2 separate regions of the Zea mays genome follow, and region 1 is linked to region 2. A link is a contact called in public Hi-C data. All regions are on one chromosome and are shown on one strand. The core of a region is the stretch at or near the end of the contact, and the rest is flanking DNA. Distances in the headings are between cores, read along the strand shown. Region 1 holds the start of LOC103629229 (phragmoplastin interacting protein 1). Region 2 holds the start of LOC100272853.

Evidence for each region. Hi-C and Micro-C count contacts between places; a contact is called where the count stands out from the background.
Region 1: a Hi-C map of leaf shows a contact between it and region 2, with 4 times the contacts expected there. The contact joins the promoter of LOC103629229 here to the promoter of LOC100272853 in region 2. A contact is called at or near these places in 4 of 25 Hi-C or Micro-C datasets (bundle sheath, endosperm and leaf).

The regions. Positions count from the first base shown.
Region 1 is chr6:42,842,015-42,847,953 of Zm-B73-REFERENCE-NAM-5.0, reverse strand. LOC103629229 (phragmoplastin interacting protein 1) reads right to left here and starts at 3,308. Exons shown (of 6, transcript XM_008650407.4): 1 at 2,848-3,308; 2 at 1,412-1,486; 3 at 1,206-1,277; 4 at 341-503. The coding sequence starts at 3,233.
Region 2 is chr6:42,652,967-42,658,665 of Zm-B73-REFERENCE-NAM-5.0, reverse strand. LOC100272853 reads left to right here and starts at 1,402. Exons shown (of 2, transcript NM_001353547.1): 1 at 1,402-1,699; 2 at 1,944-2,880. The coding sequence starts at 2,222. The coding sequence ends at 2,659.

The sequences.
Region 1 (5,939 bases), core at 2,059-4,558, 190 kb before region 2:
GGACCGGCTAAACTTATTAGCTGCACATTGACCCTTTTTCCTACACAATTCATCAAATATCAATATTTTTCTATTTCTAACTATATTTAAGGCGTCGCCTCGCCTTACGCTTAAAAGTTAAAAAGGGGGACAGTCGGCTTATCTCGCCTTAACACCTTAACAATTATGACAGTTTGTAATCCCAGGTCAGTTAACAAATCAAACTGGCATATGGATATAATTAAGGAATAAGAACTTTGAACATGTATACAGACTAAACTTCGTATATGAGATAAGAATTTGATGTACCAAACAAACAGGAATGCAAAACTAAAAGAAGCAAAACAGGCTCAGACCTAACCTTGAAAGTTAGAATCGCAATACCCCTGAATTTCCCGCTTTCGGGAAAATTCATGCAGTCAATCATTGTGATACTACCACATGCTTCAAAGAAACTTCTTATGTCATCCTCAGATGAATAGTATGGGATGCCACCAACATACACCTTCTTTATGCTTTGCTCCCTGAAATACAGATGTGACACATTACACAACATGGAAGAGAGGAAGCATCTTACGATGAGCAAAAACAAGTTTACAGTCAAATAAGGTGGTGACTCAAGTCTTTATGTGTTGATATTATTGCAGCCCTGTGATATTATCGCAGCCAGCAATGTGTACGCTATTTTTATCATATTATCACACTACTTTAGTAATCAGTAATGTAATAACACCTGGATTTGTCCATGGCTACATTGTAAACAAACTCATTTTACTAGCATGCTATACAAGAGAGTCTGATCTTATTAGTTTTCACACAGGTAGCATCTTACTCTTACCAATGTTTCTCCTATTTCCATTCCAGCCATGCTAATCAAACAAGAATGGGGCTAGGCCGCTAGAGACACATTTGGATACAAATTTCTTTAGGAGTTTTGGGAAATGTTAAAGTTTAACAAAATATTTTGGTTTTGGGTACAAAGGGGTGTTTGAATGCAACAAACGATGAAGATTGAAAACGTCAGTATTGTTAAAATAGTCTCTTATAAGTTCTTGAAAGTTCACCTAGGACCACTTTTTTATAAACCCAGATATCATATGTCCGTAGTTTCTAAAACTATAGTTTTTTATATCATGTTTATGGAAATTAAGACATCCAAATAGATCCTGGCATCCTAGGTTTCATGATTGAGTACAAAATCACCAATCTATCAGGCCCTAACTCACCTATGCTCTGCGACTACATGATTGTCAGACACGACAACAGTTTTGGCCAACTGCATTTTGTGATTCTGCTGCCTGAAACAAAGATGAAAGCATTACGCAACTAGTGCCGACAGAGATCACACCGTATAAGCTGAAACTGCAGAATTTCTCCATCACCTACACTCTCTACAAGTACAAGAGCATCACTATATTGTACTATAGCTTACCTATTGTCTGGAACAATGTTATTGTTGGACCCAACAGCGGGGTTGGTCACTTCCAACTTGTTTATATTTTGGTCGCTGAAAAAAGAGCATAAAAGGCCAACAAAACATTATACAACTACTAAAAATAACTTCAGCACTCTCAAATATTAAAAAGATATAACAACATCAAGCAACCTAGGTGCTGTTTGGTTCACGAAATGTAACGTAAAGGGTAATGGTAATGGTTTACACTCGATTACGGGCGGTAACAAGTTTGAATAGTCCGGTATCAATTTTTAGTATGGTATCTGATTACGGTTGGACTAAAACAAACATAATTTAACGTTATCACTTACCCATTACGTTACAAATATTTGAACCAAACGGTACCCTAATGCTACAAGAACTGACAGACAAAAAATGGTGAATTCTTTTCTTCTAACAATATTAATGTAATGGATCCGCCATAAAAAATACAATTAGATCACAGAACAGTAAGATGGTTGCACAGCTTTTCGTATATTATGATCAAGCAGCACAGCACTACATTATGACCAAAGCCTTCTACTAAGGAGCTTTTGCTATTATAATACTCATTTCATTAGGCTTCTTCTTTTTAGTACTTATAATTTTACCTTCTCCATAACAGTATTCATAGGTAACCCTATTCTTTAAAATAGTACTTCGACCTCTTTTTAATCATTTCTATTTTCTTTTCTTATTTCTCAGCACCGTACTCCCTACTTTTCCTCTCTCCCTCCACATCTCTATTCATCACAAGAATGCATACATACATACAACAGACTAGATATCGCAGGTGTAATTCTCAGATGCATCGACAAGTGTGATCATATTTATTACTGACGTACTGACCGGTTAGGTTATATATCACAGTAGCTATCATCCACGGCTGAACAACTCCAAGTAATTCCTTTGTCTATCATTCGTCTTCCATCTTCATGCCAAATAAAAATAATATACAAAACTACTACTATCTATCTTGACAAGAACATGTTCAAACGGTTGCTGGTGACCCTCATCCCTCAGCCAGTCAATAGCATCTAAGCAAACTAGACACAGATATTAGCATTGGCAGTATGAATTCCTGCTAGAACTGATATAGCAGTACGGCTAATTTAGGTGGTGAGAAATAAGAAAATAAAATGAAAACAATTAAAATGGGTTAGAATACTATTTTAAAGGATAGGTTCACTTGTAAGTACTATTATAGAGAAGATAAAATTGTAAGTACTAAAAGAGAGCAGCCTGATAAAAGGAATACTATAATAGCAAAAAGCTCTACTACTAAACCCTGCATTTGTCGATTATATATCTGACTATTATTATGCCACTGTTGTTCAGAGCTCACACCATGCCTTCATGCTATTGCGATGAATATTTCACGAATTCAGCAATCCTTTTGGGCAGAGGAACCAACTTTCCAAGCCCTAACTCACCTATCCTTTGCCTCGACCGGCTGGTCAGACTCAGACCCGGCAGCAGAATCGGCCTCCCCTATCTCCCCCTCCACCTGCTGCGTTTCCGGCTCCGCGGCCTCGGCCTCCATCAACCTCCTGATCCTCCTTTTCTCCTTCTTCTCCTTCCTCCTCTCCTCCCTCCTCCGCTCCACCTCCTCCCTTATCTCCTCCTCCGTCTGCCGCACCACCTCGGGGAGCGACAGCTTCTTCTTGGGCCTCCGCTCCCGCTTGGGGCGCAGCCGCTTGGAGGATGCGAGCCTCTCCTTTACGGCCTCCACATCCTCTCCATGCTCCTCCTCCGCGGCTTTGCCGGCTGGGAGGAGCGTGTGGAGCTTCAGCTTCAACTTTTTGCGCGCGAGCACCATGGCTGCTGCTTCGAGTTCGGCGGCGGCTGCCAGGTTTTCGTGGGAGAAGAAACGGGAGGAGGAGATGGCCGAAGCGAAAGGGTTTTAATGGGCCTGTTGGGCTTTATAAAGGCCCAACTGGAACTGATCTCTCACTCGTCCACTCATGTGACACCGAAACACAGTACATAATCTACAATGTGGCCATACTGAAGGCCCATGCCACTCTTACTACCAAAAGCCTAAGCCGAAACTCACAATGTGGTCTGTTTGGTTGCATGCATGGCTAAGCCTGGCTCGTATCTAGTGAGCCTACCTCTAACTAGTCTGGCTGAATACATGCACCTTCTTTTGTTTAGTTGTCTGCATGTGATCAGTCTAGTTCATGACAGATGTTGATTGGTTGTCTATATGAATATTTGTTGTATGCGTTTAAAAAGTTATTAAATAAATGAAAATTGTATTAATAGACAGTAATTATATGTTAAAATCATTTAATAGACACTAACTACATGTTAATAAACACTAATTATATACTAATCTTAACCATGTAAATTTTTTATTTAAAATATACATAGCATGTGCGGTCTAGTTTTGTTCGTAAAAATATTAGAAACACAGATATGAAATCGGCTCGGTAATTAAATCTTTTAATTACAAAATATAACAAAAAAACCAACAAAACCAACGTCTCGATTTGCGTGCTTGAGTAAACAGCCGCTTAGTCAAGCCTGGCCGCGCGCGTGCGACCGTTCCAGGCGTTCCCTTCAGGGCTGGCTCGGGGCGCTTTGAGGTTCGTGTTGACCTGTCTCTTGGAATACTGAAAGGGAATTAGACTTACACCTTTTTCCTAATTGATTTTTGGTGGTTGAATTGCCCAACACAAATAATTGGACTAACTAGTTTGCTCTAGTCTATAAGTTTTACAGGTGCCAAAGGTTCACAATAAGCCAATAAAAAGACCAAGAAAGGGTTCAAACAAAGAGAGCAAAAGACATCCCAAAAGGCACCCTGGTCTGGCGCACCGGACAGTGTCCGGTGCACCAGGGCACTCGACGCTGAACTCGCTACCTTCGGGAAAATGGGAGGCCGCTCCGCTATAATTCACCGGACTGTCCGGTGTGCCAGCGGAGCAACGGCTACTTCGCGCGCAACGGTCGACTGCAACGCATTAAATGCGTGCCTGCACACGCAGAGGACAGAGCACGCGCAGTTGGCGCACCGGACAGTCTACAGGACCTGTCCGGTGCACCACCGGACAGCTCAGGGCCCCCAAGTCAGAGCTCCAACGGTCGAACCCCAACGGTCTGCTGACGTGGCTGGCGCACCGGACTGTCCGGTGCGCCATGCGACAGCAGCCTTCCAACGGCCATTTTTGGTGGTTGGGGCTATAAATACCCCAACCACCCCACATTCAATGGCATCCAAGTTTTCCACCTTCAACACATTACAAGAGCTATAGCATTCAATTCTAGACACTCCAAAGAGATCAAATTCTCTCTCAAGTCCAAAGACAACTCCAATCAATAGTGACTAGTGAGAGAGTGATATTTGTGTTCATTTGAGCTCTTGCGCTTGGATTTCTTCTTTTCTTTCTCATTCTTCTTGTGACCAACTCAATTGTAACCAAGGCAAGAGACACCAATTGTGTGGTGGTCCTTGCGGGAACTTCGTGTTCCGTTTGATTGAGAAGAGAAGCTCACTCGGTCTAAGTGACCATTTGAGAGAGGGAAAGGGTTGAAAGAGACTCGGACTTCGTGACCACCTCAACGGGGAGTAGGTTTGCAAGAACCGAACCTCGGTAAAACAAATCATCGTGTCTCGCTCTTTATTTGCTCACGATTTGTTTTGCGCTCTCTCTCTCTCTGACTCATTTATATTTCTAACGCTAACCCGGCTTGTAGTTGTGCTTAAGTTTATAAATTTCAGATTCGCCCTATTCACCCCCCTCTAGGCGACTTTCAATTGGTATCAAATCCCGGTGCTTCATTAGAGCCTAACCGCTCGAAGTAATGTCGGGAGCATCCGCCAAGAGGGAGACCGGGACCGGCGAGAAGCCCGCCACAAGCCATGGGAAGGCTCCATCTAGGGAGTCCGCCAACAAAGTGAAGGGATCCCCTTCACACAACAAGTCGTGGCGGAGCGGTGACAAGAAGAAGAAGATGAGGAAGGTGGTCTACTACGAGACCGACTCTTCGTCGCCATCCACCTCCAGCTCCGACACATCGTCCGTAACTTCTAAGCGCCATGAGCGAAAGAAGTTTAGTAAGATTCCCCTACGCTATCCACGCATTTACAAACGTACTCCATTACTTTCTGTCCCATTAGGCAAACCACCTATGTTTGATGGTGAACATTATAATATGTGGAGTGATAAAATGAGGCATCATCTAACCTCACTCCACACTAGCATTTGGGATGTTGTTGAGATTGGAGTACAGGTACCATCACCGGGGGATGAAGACTATGATTCGGACGAGGTCGCCCAAATCCGGCACTTTAACTCTCAAGCCACCACTATACTCCTCGCCTCTCTAAGTCGAGAGGAGTATAACAAGGTGCAAGGGTTAAAGAGCGTCAAGGAGATTTGGGACGTACTCAAGACCGCGCACGAAGGAGATGAGGTGACCAAAATCACCAAGCGGGAGACGATCGAGGGGGAGCTCGGTCGGTTCCGACTCAACCAAGGCGAGGGCCCTCAAGCCATGTACAACCGCTTGAATACCT
Region 2 (5,699 bases), core at 153-2,652:
TTCGTTTTATATTTGATTTTGTAATAAGACTTTCGCTATGTAATAAATACTCTGATTATTGTGACATTTATCTCTATACACTCTGTTATTATATATGTTGTCTTCTTGGCGCATATATGAGATGCACCTGACTTTGTTCCTTAAAGCCGGGTGTGACACCTTCGAGTTGATTTTAACTCAAAGTCAACAAAATAAGTTGTTAATGAAGGTCTTCACACATGAGTCAAGGTTTTCTTTGGAGTCTCGAGCCAATTGTTCTCAAAATCGACTTAACTCTCAAGGGTTTGAGGGGGGTAGATATCCGTGTCCCCATGACGCAGATCCGGTGCATGGGTTGTTGGAGGGCCTAAGTAGGTCGGGCGGCTGATTTTATGGGCCAATCGGCCAACTGATGCCTAAAGATGGTGCAAAAGCTTGGAGATCAAGGAAGGGAGGCGGATTCTTTCCGTTAAGAAAAGCGCGAAGACTCACTGTTGACTCGGGAATAGACTCGAGATCACAGGGGACATGATAAGGAGGAAAAAAACTAACTTGTAACCCCGAATCCATCAGCATATATAAGGCGGGTTGGGGACCCCTACGCATCATCTGATCATACCTAGTAGATCCCATCTTTTAGTCATCCCACTCCGGCACCTCGAGCTAGTAGTGCATCATTGTAACCTCGAGACCAAAGCAAAACAATCTCCACAACACACAGGACGTAGGGCTTTACGCCTTCTAACGACGTGAACCTGTATAATTCTTGTGTCACGTTGCGTTCTGCACGAACCATTGAGCTACCGTTGACCTCGCCAACCATAAAAAGCACCCCGTGATACATCCCATGGTGTACAATCAGCACCAAACACCGACAGTGGACGAAACTTTTTAATTTGGATTCATTTGGGGCTTAAAATTCTAAAAATCGTTTATAGTAGTGTTTTGTCAAGAAAAAGAAATCGATGGCGTAAATATTTATAGTGATGGTTTGTCTAGAATGGACGCCTTTGAAGCTTGCGATTTTCTTGGGTCATTCATTCATATCGACAAAAGTCAGAAACGTTAAAGGCTAGTAAAAATAGATTTAGAGTACTAATATTGTATATGTACTAGTGAACCACTATAAGGACACGAAACTCTGACTTTATGACTGGATGGACATATATATAATTACGTTAGTTAGAATGCTAGGTAAATACGATAATGATAATAATTAGATCTGATATATATGGCCTCTATGGTGCGGGCGGCACTGAGGAGCGTCACCACGCACCACGATGCTCTATCGCTTAGCCATGTCCACCATGCATTATACTATGCTCTGTAGCTAAGCTAGCTGACTAGCTCTATCTCTCTCTCGCTCCCTAGCCCAGCAAGTGGACCTCGTATAAAGGGGAGGCCAGCTGAGCTCAAGGAATCAAACTAGCTAGCAATAAGCTACAGAGCACTGCCTGTTGTTTCTTCTTCCTCCTCTCTCCCCTCTCGATCGATCGATCCAACAAGCTAAGCTTGGTCCTTGCTTTCTAGCTGCCTGGTACGGTCTAGCGACCGATCGATCGATCGATCGACCATGTCGTCCTTGCTATGTATTAGCCGCAGGAACAACAAGAAGGACAGCGATGGCGATGGAGAGTACGGTGGCGAGCAGATCATCATCAGCACGGGCGGCGCGGCCATGAGGAAGGGCCCGTGGACGGACGAGGAGGACGAGCAGCTGGTACGGTTCGTGCGCCTGTTCGGCGAACGCCGATGGGATTTCTTAGCAAAGGTGTCAGGTTTGCGCGGTGGCGGGTGCGTCGACCGATCCGCCTCCATGCAACTCCGCATGCACGAGGAGGGTCGGTCGGCCTCGATCGAGCAGCTAGCAGTGTTCTTAACCGTTTGCTTCTTCTTCTTCCTCCTCATCTTTGTCGCGTATCTGCGTGCGGCTCTTGTGGATACGGACGGCGACGTGCGTGCAGGTCTGAGGCGCACCGGCAAGAGCTGCCGCCTCCGGTGGGTGAACTACCTCCACCCGGGGCTCCGGCGCGGCCGCATCACGGCCGATGAGGAGCGCCGCATCGTGGAGCTCCACGCGCAGTGGGGCAGCCGGTGGTCGCGCATCGCCAGGAGCCTGCCCGGGCGCACCGACAACGAGATCAAGAACTTCTGGAGGACGCGGACCAGGAAGAAGGCGCTCGAGGAGAGGAGGGCTGCCGCAGCAGCAACGTCGACGGCGGCGGAGTCGGCGTCCTCGGTGATGACGGTGTCGTCGTCGTCCGAGTGCCGCCGCCCGCCCGTATCGTCGTCGTCGTCGTCGTCTTCGCTACGGCGGGACGAAGCGCGGCGCAGCGGCGACGAGACCGAGGAGGCGTCCACGCCCACCGCGGCGCCGGCGACCAAGCACGATGAGGAACCCCAGCCGCAGCCGCAGGAGTGCTACGACTTCCCCATGGACCAGCTGTGGAACGAGATCGCGGCAGCCGATGCGGCGGCGATGAGCTACCTTGTCGTGGACGCCTGCTGGGGCGGAGCTGCTGTTGGTGGTCACTGTTATTACTACGGCGCCGCCGCAGCCTCAGCCGCCTCGCCGCCGCCGCCGGCCTCGCCGCCGTGGGAGTACTGCGGCTCCGATTTTTCGCTGTGGAGGATCGACGACCAAGAGTACTACAAGAAGATGCTCGACTCCTCCTCCTGATCCCGGCCCGCGACTCATATCGTTTGGCGAGGACACACGTACATACGCGCTCTGTGAATTTGCTAGCTCATATATATTATCCAGGCGAGGCGAGGAACGAGCTGAGATCATGGTGGTGAGATGAGATGAGATGAGATGAGAGAGTAGTGTGTATTAATGGTGGTTCAGATCGAGTAGTGTGATAAATTAACAGAATATATATAATAATTTACGCTTCTCTCCGAATCCATATATCGATAGATGATCGACCGATACTTATATATTCTGTAGCATCTACACGTACGCCTTATTAGCTATTACTACTTGAAATCCATACCAATTCCATATTCCAACTTTCCAAGAAAGAGATGCAGTGCAGCAAGCATGATGCGTACTCCATGCGTGCATGGCCTGCATGGGAATCTACCTAATAGTGGGAAGGAACCCTAGCTAGCTAGCTCCCAGGCGACCAGCATCTTCTTCTGTGATTAAAGAGAGAGAAATAGACGTAGGATGCTTGGAGAGAGATGAGAGAAGAAGAGAGGGCCCACAACAAGAAGTGCTGCAGGAGGTGGAAGAGGAAGAGCATGCAGCTAGCAGCCTAGCTAGCGCCATTGTCGTTGGTGCAGGTCACTGTCCAGACTATTTTCCCGCGCGCGCGTCCCTCCAGTCGTGTCAGATTCCAAACCAACGTACGCTAGTAGATTTCGATACTAGTGTATGTATTGCAAGTAGTGGTAGGTAGTAGAGATTAGTGGGTGATCCACAGCATCAGCTGTGTGGGCCGCCTACCTTATTTTGGCCCAATCCCGATCGATTAACCTAGCATTATCATCATCGTGAATTAAAAAATTGCATCCACTAGCCACCGGTTAGTGGTCCATTCACCACACCACATCCACAGGCAGACAGGCTGGACGGGCGAGCGGGACACACAGATGCGTGCGTGTTCCGTTAATGTATACGGAACAGATTCACTGGCATTTTCCCCCTTTCTTTTCTTTTCTGATGATGGCAACGCGAGCCACGGGTCGCTGGAGAGAAATCTATACTGGGCCTCCATTCTGAAACCTCAGTCTGGTGGTCTGGGCTGGGCCACACGTCGTCACGGATCGATAGACAGGCCCACCAACCTCTGGGCCACACGTCCCACTTGGCATCCACACATCCTCACATCCCCGCTCCACTATTTTTTTTACCAGTAGCCAAAGCAAAAGGGCTGCACATGGGTAGGGCTGGAAAGAATAGCTCGTTTGGCTTATGATTAGCTCAGTTCAGTTTGACTCGACTCATTTTCAATTTTATCACGAACTAAGCTAATATCTTAGCTCCATTTATTAATGAGCCAGCTCGTTAGCTCGAACGAGCTAGCGTTTGTCGGCAAAACAAAACCTCCACCTATGTTAGATGGACTAATAAGTGATGAACTGTGTTAATTCTGTTGAGAACTACGTTATCACGGATCACCAGATCCGCACCCTTTCCTCCCGTCAGCAGATTAGGCGCGAGAAGTCGTGGAAGACCCATATCCCTTCCCAGTTGCACGACAGAGGAAACACACGATACACGATGTAGGGGTGGGCCTTTGGCCTTTTTCTCTTCTCTATCATATGAAGGGGTGTACAGGTTTCTTATATAGAGATGTGAGACCCCTCAGGGGCAAAGTCGGTATTTGCCCATATAACCCTAACTAGGGTTACTTAACACCCCCCCTTGGGCGAATAACGAGACCAACACATGCCTCTTTAAAACTCCCAAAAACCCAGTGGGAAAAATATGGAGAAAGAGTACATGGTGACGCAAATTGCATTTGCACTTTGTTGCCTCATTAAAAACCTTATGTGAGAAACTTCAGAAAAACTCACCAAGGAAAAAGAGTATAGCAAATGTCATCAGGACAAATTTCGATCTTCTGGATCAGGATTCCATCGAACCTTCTACAAGGGCTAAATTTAGAAATGTGCTCCCCCGATCCTTGCAAAACCGTATCAATAAGGCAAAACATCTTCTGGAAGTATATGCACATAAAGATTTGTCAAACGGATTACATATCCTTGCAAGGACTATTTTAGGAACTTTACCTCTACTCACTTCTAGGATATACGAGGTAAGTGCGCGTATCAACATAAATAAGCCACTTTGACTGATGGTGTTCGATCGACTGGATCTATATATTTGACAAAAATTTCTATAAGGGTTCACATATTGACCATCAAGCAACGCCTTCAGGGCATAGAATATGACATTTATTGTCTCACGATTGTGATCAATATAAGCATTCACTCCCCTGACGATGACATCTGTCAAAGTCGTTATCTCTCATAACTCAAGCATATTCTTCAAGATATATGTATCATTGTTCATCTGTAATAACGAGAATGTGTGAGGTTGGGGTGCTATCATTTTCTATCTTACACCACAATTTATACATAGTTGTGCAAAGCAAGTAACATGTCCTTCTATAGAACTTAGGGGATAATATAGTTGCAATAGTACATATTCTAAATATGACACATCGCTCCAGGCGTTCATCCATTGCAATATCTATGATGGTGTTACAAAAGTCCATCAAAGATCGTAATCCATCAATGATTTATTATCGATCAGATAAATCGTTATAGTCTAACATTCTGGCACAATGGGGATATTTTGCCAGTAACACCTAAACCTTATAGGTTTCTGCCATCAGGGCTTTAGAGGATACCGTAATTCCACGTCAAGTGGAAAATACCATGAGTAAAACTCGTGGAATGCACATGTGCTTATTCGGTGAACTTCAAGTCCTTCGGTACCTCATCTTATTCATTTACGGGTCTGTATAGGTCTTTATCCCTTTATAGGGATTATCAAACTTTGGTGTTTAACACAGACTTTATTTCTTCTGGAAATGTTCCATCAAGGAGCTATAAACTCATCTATGAGATATTCTCTCTACATAGGAGAGTGTTCATTCGTCAGGAATGTATTATTCGGTACGAGATTTATATGTTGCATGTTGATAATTCAAAGATATGAGTCCTCCTAGGATATCATGATGGATCTTCATAATCCTATTGACTGC